Regions from separate parts of the Triticum aestivum genome. Here region 2 is linked to region 1. A link is a contact called in public Hi-C data. All regions are on one chromosome and are shown on one strand. The core of a region is the stretch at or near the end of the contact, and the rest is flanking DNA. Distances in the headings are between cores, read along the strand shown.

The links. Hi-C and Micro-C count contacts between places; a contact is called where the count stands out from the background.
Region 2: a contact with region 1 is called in a Hi-C map of leaf, with 5 times the contacts expected there. The contact joins the promoter of LOC123055830 here to the promoter of LOC123053725 in region 1. A contact is called at or near these places in 2 of 5 Hi-C or Micro-C datasets (both in leaf).

Annotation. Positions count from the first base shown.
Region 1 is chr2D:444,220,668-444,224,770 of IWGSC CS RefSeq v2.1, forward strand. LOC123053725 (serine/threonine-protein kinase OXI1) reads right to left here and starts at 1,834. Exons shown (of 2, transcript XM_044477257.1): 1 at 1,123-1,834; 2 at 1-994. The coding sequence starts at 1,541. The coding sequence ends at 52.
Region 2 is chr2D:444,409,366-444,413,468 of IWGSC CS RefSeq v2.1, forward strand. It overlaps LOC123055830, which reads right to left and starts at 1,956. Exons shown (of 3, transcript XM_044479673.1): 1 at 1,764-1,956. The coding sequence starts at 1,956.

The DNA.
Region 1 (4,103 bases), core at 584-3,083:
CCAAGCCCATTTTTCTGGCAAGGACAAAGTGCTAAAATCTAAAAAAAAACCTCAGAAAAACACGGAGAAATCGCCATCTTTCGACGGATCCATCATCCTCCGCTCACCGTCGTCGCCCCCGCCCGTCTCCGTCTCCGGCGAAGGCTTCTTCTCGTCCCCCGCCGCCGCGGCGTTCTCGACGTCGCTGGCCGCGAACGTCTCGTGGACGACCTTCTCGACGTCGAGCACCTCGCCGCCGTCCTCGTCCTGGGGCAGCGCGGGGATGTATGGCGGGCGCGCCACGCGGAGGATGCGGTCCCAGTCGACGCCGTGGAAGAAGGGGTGCGCCTTGATGCCGCGCGCGCCGATGCGCTTCGCCGGGTCCTTCTCCAGGAGGCGGGCGATGAGGTCGCGCAGCGGCGTCTTCTCGCCCACCAGCTCCGGCTGCTTGGTGAGCACGCGGTAGAAGGTCTCCTTGCGGTTCTGCCCCCGGAACGGCGTGCGCCCGTAGAGCATCTCGTAGAGCACCACGCCCAGGCCCCACCAGTCCACGATGAAGTCGTGCCCGCTCCCGGCGATGATCTCCGGCGCCACGTAGTCCTCCGTGCCCACGAACGAGTTCGACTTGGCCGGCGTGCGCGCGCCGGAGACCGTGGAGGAGGCGGTGGTGGCCGTCGAGGAGGTGGACGACGAGGAGGCCGTCCGGGAGGTGGACGGCGGCGACGGCGAGTCCGCTGACACGGCAGGCTTTGTGGTGCCGCCCGAGCGAAACCGGAAGCACATGGCCGGCTTCTTGGGCTTCCCGGTGTTCGGGGACGGCGAGGTAGGGACGGGCGCCGGTTTGGGGGCGTCCGTCTCCGGCGGCAGAACCGGGAGCCTCGTGGAGAGGTCGAAGTCGACGAGCATGATGTGGCCGGTGTCCTGTATCAGGACGTTCTCCGGCTTGAGGTCCCGGTAGACGATGCCGATGCTGTGCAGGTACTCGAGTGCCAGCACCAGCTCCGCCGCGTAGAACCTGCGAATTGGCAACGAATGGGTGAGCTCACGGATCAAATCTTGGCCACCGATTTGTTCGACGGCGGTGCGTGGGCGTAAGGGCGTTTGGTTGATGGGTTAATCGGTCAGGGAGAGCGGGGGGCGTACCGTATGACGGAGTCGGAGAACATCTTCTCGGTCTGGCGGCGTCGGAGGGAGTTGAGGTCGCCGCCTCCGCAGCGGTCGATGGCGAAGCCGACGACGGCGTCGGTGGCGAGGACGCCGCGGAGGGCGGGGAGAAGCGGGTGGCGCAGGGCCAGGAGCACGTCGCGCTCGAACCAGATCCTCCGGTGGCCGTCCGCGGCGGCGCCGCCGCTCCCGCCGCTCTTCTTGTGGCGCGCGGCCTCCCGCGAGACCGCCTTGAGCGCCATGGCGACGTCGCCCCCTCCATCCGCGGCGGCGCCCTCGGGCACGACGTGGAAGACGACGCCCTTGGCGCCGCGGCCGAGCACGGAGACGGCCCGGAGGTCGGCCAGGCTGAGCTGGCGCGGCTCCGGCGGCGGCGGCGCGAGCGCCTGCGCCGTCATGGCCACCGCGAGAGCGCGCACGAGGACGGCGCCGCCTCGGATTGGGCGGCGGGGTGCGAGTGGGTTCGGTGCCCTGCGCCTGCGCCTGGGCGAGTGAGGGAAGGAAGGAAGGGTGGGGTGGGGATTGGTTGCGGTTTGATTTTGGTACTCCCCCGATTCGATTCCAGGTTTGGCTCCTCTGCCTCTGCGTGCGTTGCGTTGGTTATATGCGGCGGGCAACAGGCTCCCTCTGCCTTCCCTTCCCTTGGCGACGAAGCACTCGCGTGCGGGATTTTCTTCCGGGAAGCGAGTGTTTTGAAACGGGAAGAGTTTTTTAATCCCTTCGTTCGTCGACGGACCACGGTCTTCTCTCGCGTGTGTTGTTGTTGGGTGTGGGGCCAGTTTACCAGCGACAAATGAAAGGATTTTGTGGGCTCCGTCTTTGGACCGCGGTTGCGGGCTCCTCCCTGCGCCCAGTTTGTTGCCCCAGAAGTGATTCCAGAACCCCTCAGAAAAAAAAATGCAGTGATTCTTTTTTTAGGGCTATAAATGCAGTGATTCTAGAAGGAGTAGTTCCTTTCCTTCGGTCTATCTTTCGGACAGTACAGCAGATACAACTTTTTTAGAGGGTGCTTAGATCCAAGAGACTTATTTTAGTCTGACTAAAAACAGTCTCTTTAAGAGGCTAAAGTTTTAAGCACCCCTGACTAAAGAGAGGCTAAAACTAGTTTTGAGACTAAAAAATTGTAGTCAGGGATACCCCTGCTAAAATGTGGATTAGCCTTCACTCTTCTCATTTAACTCATCTCCTTTAACATAGACGAGTTCTAGATTGGAGGGTTTGGAGGATAATAAATGCTCATTAACTTGATTTTAGTCTCTTTAGTATTTGGATTCAAGCATGGATAAGGCTAGAAAGTTTTAGTCCCACTACTTTTAGTCATGGGACTAAAACGTATCCAAGCACCCTCTTAATCCATTCGATACAATTACTGCAATGCTACTTTTCAGACAAGTGATTTCAATTCGCTCGCATTTGAACTCTCTGAATGTCCGAGCTCCAGCTGTGATTTCTGTTCAATTTTTCAGCCGACTGGGTTCTTTATTTAGCCCGCCTTTGAGTTACCGGACGTTCGCCCGTGCGATGCAATAATTTAGGTTTCTGTATGTTACAGTAGGTTATATCATTTTTCTTCTAACCTTATAATCGCTTTACTCTTGCCTATTTTTGTGCTATATATGTGTATGTTGATTATTTCTGCCCCTACAATTACCATTACTATTGTCAGTTATTCATTTTGGCTTCCCTGTTGTTGCTCGGATCTTGGCACAAAGCCGACGATACGTAGACACGCTACAGTCGTTCACTGTATGTCTGCCTCTAGGGCTTGACCAAAAGCTCGTAGCTCGCGAGCTTAATGAGTGCTTGATAGCTCATCTTTTTAAACTCTTAGCTCGCTACCTAATGAACAAAGTTAATCATTGATTTTAGCTCGTTAACCTTATAATGAGTTTTATGAGCAGCTCCTTAAGCTCACCAGTACAACACATCACATATTTTTATCTTACATGACAACATTTTGTGCCACCTCAACCCGCCAATCTAATCGGCCCATCCCGATCCACCAGAGGCAACAAACTATAGCATCACCTCCGGTAGTCATCATGATTCTTTGTAAAGACTGCGCCAACACACTTATCCCATCGCTCATAACACATCCTAGTCTGTTAACAAGTGCTTACGAGCTTTAAACGAACAACCACACAAATGTTTTCCTTCAGTCTATCTGTCGGACAGTACAACAGATATAACTTTTTTGTGTATCCATTCAATACAATTACTGCAATGCTACTTTTCAGACAAGCGATTTCAATTCGCTTTCATTCGAACTCTCTGAATGTCTGAGCTCTAGCCGTAATTTCTGTTCAATCTTTCAGTCGTGTGGGTTCTTTATTTAGCCCGCATTTGAGTTACCGGGCGTTCGACCGTACGATGCAATGGTTATAGTATTGTTTTTTTCTTAATTCGCTTTTTGCACATTGATATTTTTGTATTTAGGTTTCTGTATGTTACAGTAGGTTATACATTTCTCTTCTAACCTGAAATATTCGCTTTACTCTTGGCTATTTTTGTGTTATATATGTGTATGTCGAGTCATTCTTGCTTTCCTACAGGTAACATTACTATTGTCAGCTATTCATTTTGGCTTCTCTGTTGTTGCACTGATCTTGGCACAAAGCTGACGCTATCTAGACATGCTACAGTCGTTCACTGTACGTCTGTACCTGGGGCTGGACCAAAATCTCGTAGCTCGCGAGCTGAATGAGCACTCGATAGCTCAGCTCGTTAAACTTATAGCTTGCTTTCTACTCCCTCCGTCCCATAATATAAGAACGTTTTTGACACTACACTAGTGTAAAAAAGTTCTTATATTATGGAACGGAGGGAGTAATAAATAAAGTCAATCATCGGTTTTAGCACGTTAAACTTATAACGAGCCAAAGAGTTTCATGAGCAGCTCGGTAAGCTCACTAGTACAACACATCACATATTTTTTATCTTACATGACAACATTTTGTGGC
Region 2 (4,103 bases), core at 706-3,205, 190 kb after region 1:
TTTGGACCTAGTAGTGGTTGGTTTGCTCTTGCCATCCAACCATACTAGGAGTACTTAATTAATTTGGATATAGGATAACAAATTAGGTACGGGATAGTACATAGTACTTTTTTTTAAACCGGGCATAACCCCTTTCCATTACTTTGACATAACGGAAATACAGAGTTCCGAAACTGAAGCTACCAAGGAAACTGGAAAGGGGAAAGCGAGTTCAGAGCATTCTTAGAAAACCCACTGCAAGCACCCGTCATCGAGCAGCTTATCATGGGGCAAAAACCCAAGGACACCCAAACGCAATCTAGACCTAACCAGGAGAGTTCAACAAGTTTAAGGCTACCAAAAGGCTCACGCAGGAGCGACACCACATGCTCGCGCAGGAGCAGAAACAAGTAGTTTTAATAAAGCATGGCGAAGGAATAGTACTAGTACTCTACATCACGCTGCACCCTAACATGCACATGATCGATTTTACTCAAAGCGGCACGCTTTTATCCGTGCGTGCACTCGAGTGGAGTGCATGCTCTACTTTGTTCACGGATGCCGCTTTTGCAGTTTTGGGGTGCTTGCACATGTTTGGGAAGGTGCATTTTTTAAGCATCAGCTACTCCAAAACCGACCAGATAAAGTTTGCTTGCACAAAAACGTGACTCTCTATTGTCAATTGTCATGTGAGGAGATGGAAACTCCACGTCCTTGAATAATCAAGTCGAGCTTCTTGCTGGATTTTAAAACCTGGTGTGGTACACTTATGATTTGATTGGAGCCGTTGTACCGAACGATGACGCAAACCCTCACTCACGCCGGCCCCTTTCACACTTGTGAAGCTTAGCAGGAGCCCAATCGGCAACGCTGACAGGGAAGGCAAGGCGAGGCGGCGGCTCTTTACTCCGGCCGGTTGGCGTTGGAGGTCCTACTATACCGGTCCAACAATACGTCCAATCAGTCAGTCAGTCCCTCGGTCCATCATCATCCGTTCATCCTCACACCGCACGCACGGGAAATCTTCCAGCTCCTACTTGGCGCTGGAGTGGGAGCGAGCAACGCCACATGGCCATGGTGATGCATGCTCGACTGGAGTGGGCGGGGTGTGCAGGAGCTGTTTGTTTCGCGCGCGCGGTCGTGGTCGGGGCTGTTGGGTGTTGGCCGCTGAGGCGAGGGCAGGGCCAACTACGGAACGAACGACCGAGCCCTGCCGTGCGCGCGCCTGCTTCTCCCCACCATCGTCAGCCACGGGCTTTAGAGCATCTCCAGCCGTTCAGCCTCCCAAAGCGCTGAAAAAAAGCGGCCTAAGGCGAACCGGCGCTAGATTGGCCCTTGAGGCGACCTAGCTACCAGCCACGCCCCCAGACGCCGCCCCCAGCCGCCGCCCCCAGACGCCGCCCCCAGCCGCGGCAAATTCAAACGTAGACATTCCCGCGCACAAAATAGACCCACAAATCCGGCGATCAAGCGGCCACAAGTTCGGCGATCGAATGAAAAGTTCGGTGTACAAAAAGCAGGGAAGCTGGTTCAGGATGAGGCCACGCTCCGTCAAGTACCACGCCTTGTCGTTGCTCTGGAGCATGTCCGGCCCGCCCAGCAGGAAAGCCAAGTCGGTGTTTCTCTTCTTCGCGGCGACGTTGGCCCTGAGTAGGTCGAGCTTGGCGGCGCTGCTCGACATCAACGGCGACCACCGCGCGTCGGTCTTCTCTTCACGAAGGACAGTCCGGGCCTGTGCGTCGGTGAGGTAGTGGCCGCGTCGGCGTGTTTCCCCTTCTTGGCACCTTTGTTGCCGTCCGGCCGCCCTTCTGACACGCCCGGAGTCGGCGCGCCGGGTGCGTCCGGCTTGTAGGTCTCCTTGACCTTGTCGAGGGTGCGCTGGACTTCCGCCCACTTCTCGCACTTGTCAATGCGCTTGTAAATGTGGAGGTACTTGAATTCGGCGTCGCTGTTGCTGTGCCGATACAGGGCGAACATGCGCAGCTACTGCGCGGAGGAACAAACAGTTGGCGGGCGCACACGGCGCAGGGAGGCGAGAGACCGGCGTGGCATACCTGATCCTCAACGCTGGCGCCGCTCTCCAAGCGAGCCGCGACCTCCTCGACGACCCCATGCCATTTGTTGCACGCCCCCTGAAAACGCCCCCAATGGTTCACCATCGCCTTCGACCCGCGCTGCATGTAGACGCCTTTGAAGTAGGGGTCGACGAGCTTGCGCTCGTCGAACTCGGCCTTGATGCGCTCCCAGTACGTCTCGATGCTCTGGTTCGTGCCGGTGGTCGGGTCGAGGCAGACGACTTTCCATGCTTCGGCGAGGCATTCCTCCTCTTTGGACGCCCACTTGATGCACGGCTCGCCTAACGTGGCCGCCCGCTTCTTCTTCTTGCGCCTCCTCGCCGGAACAGTCGCCGGCTCCTCCTCCTCCTCCTCCCCGTCCTCCTCCTCCTGCTCCTCCTGCTCCTCCTCGCCGTAGACGTAGCCGAGCTCGCCGTCCATGCCGCCGCTGAGATCCACCGTGTCATCCGGGGTGACGAACCCGGGAGACGCGACGGCCGCGGCCAATCCTGCCGCGATGATGTCGTCCATGTCGGCCTCGGTCTCGTCGGTGTCGCCGATGTGCGAGAAGGGCAACGCGCCACGGCGGAGTGGGGGCGTTGGGGAGGAAGCGTAGGCGGGCGGCGAGTAGTTGTATGGAGGGTACTGCACGCCGGCGAAGGCGGGCGAGGGCGTGCGCTGGGCCGGTATCCATGGGGGAAGGTGACGTTTGGGTTGAACCCACCGTGTGCGTCCCTGTCGGCGTAGCCCGGCGAGGGCGATCCCTATGGCTGCGGCGACGGAGAGCCGACGCCTTGCTGGCCCCAGGACGCGTACTGGGCGTGGCTGCCGGGTGGATTCATCATCCCCGCGCGAGTCGCCTCGGCCTCGGCTTGGTCCACCGAAGCGGCAGCCGCAGCCGTGCGTGCCGCGTTGTCACGGGCCTTCTTGGCGATGGCCCTGTTCCACCGGTCGGCGGTGACAGCCTCCCGTCGCTAAACTTCTGCCATCCACTCGGCGTTTGTCATGCCCGGTGGCTTGGACAGCGGCGCCCTCGGCTTCCTCTGCTTCGGCTGGGCGACGGAGGCGGTCGCGGTTGCCGCGGCGCGGGGGACGACGTATTTCTTCGGTGGCATGGCGGCCGGCTGGGAGGCGAGCGGGAGGGAGATTGGCGGGAGGAAAGGAGAAAATGGGAGGAAAGTGGGGAAAAGCGGGAAGAAACGGCGGGAAGAGGTGCTTGACTCGCCGACAGGGCGGACCCACGCGTCCTTTTCACTTGTGCGGGCGCCCCAGACGCCCCAGGGCGCCATGTTCTGCCTTGGTCCGCCGGCACCAGTTTCGGCCCGAGCCGGCGAAAAACGGGATTCTGGAGGGGGGCGACTGAGCCGTTTTTTCGGCGCCGGCGTGACAAAATCACCTGAAAAGGGCCTATTGGGGACGCGACCGAAGATGCTCTTACCTCCAGCAGATCGGCCGTGGGAAGCAAGGGAGGACCTGAGCGAGTGTTATCTACGTTGAGACGTCGTCCTAGGTAGGCGCCCTGTCGTCACATCGATTTGGGCTGTTAAAATGCACGGCGGGCAGGCACCGGATCAGGGACTCGAGTTGGCTTTTGCAGCGCCGTCGCGATCAGTGGAGCAAGCAATTAATACCGCGGATGTGTATACAGATTTATAACAGTGACGGGGCTAGGCTAGCTACGCAGACCTATAAGCTACTGTGGTGGTTCACGGACAGGAAAGGCGATTTCCGCCGTGGGCCTGTGGCTGTGGACGTTAATCAACAGCGTAACGCGTGTAGCAGCAGATAGCCGTGCATGCACGTGATCCACTGGGCGGCAGCCGGCAGCATGTGATCCACTGAGCTACACGAATGCATGGATGCACGTATGGCTTTCTCCATTTCTCGCAAATCACGGGTCACTTATCACCCTCGACTGGAGTGCAGAAAAAGGTGTCAGATGGAAGCGTTTCTACTCTCTCGTAAGGAAGCCGCATGGTTTATATTGATTGTGGGCATGAATAGTCTCTGCCGTGGCTTACAAGTCTTCACCGATCGCTAGGATGCGGTGGTTACAACGATCGCTAGGAT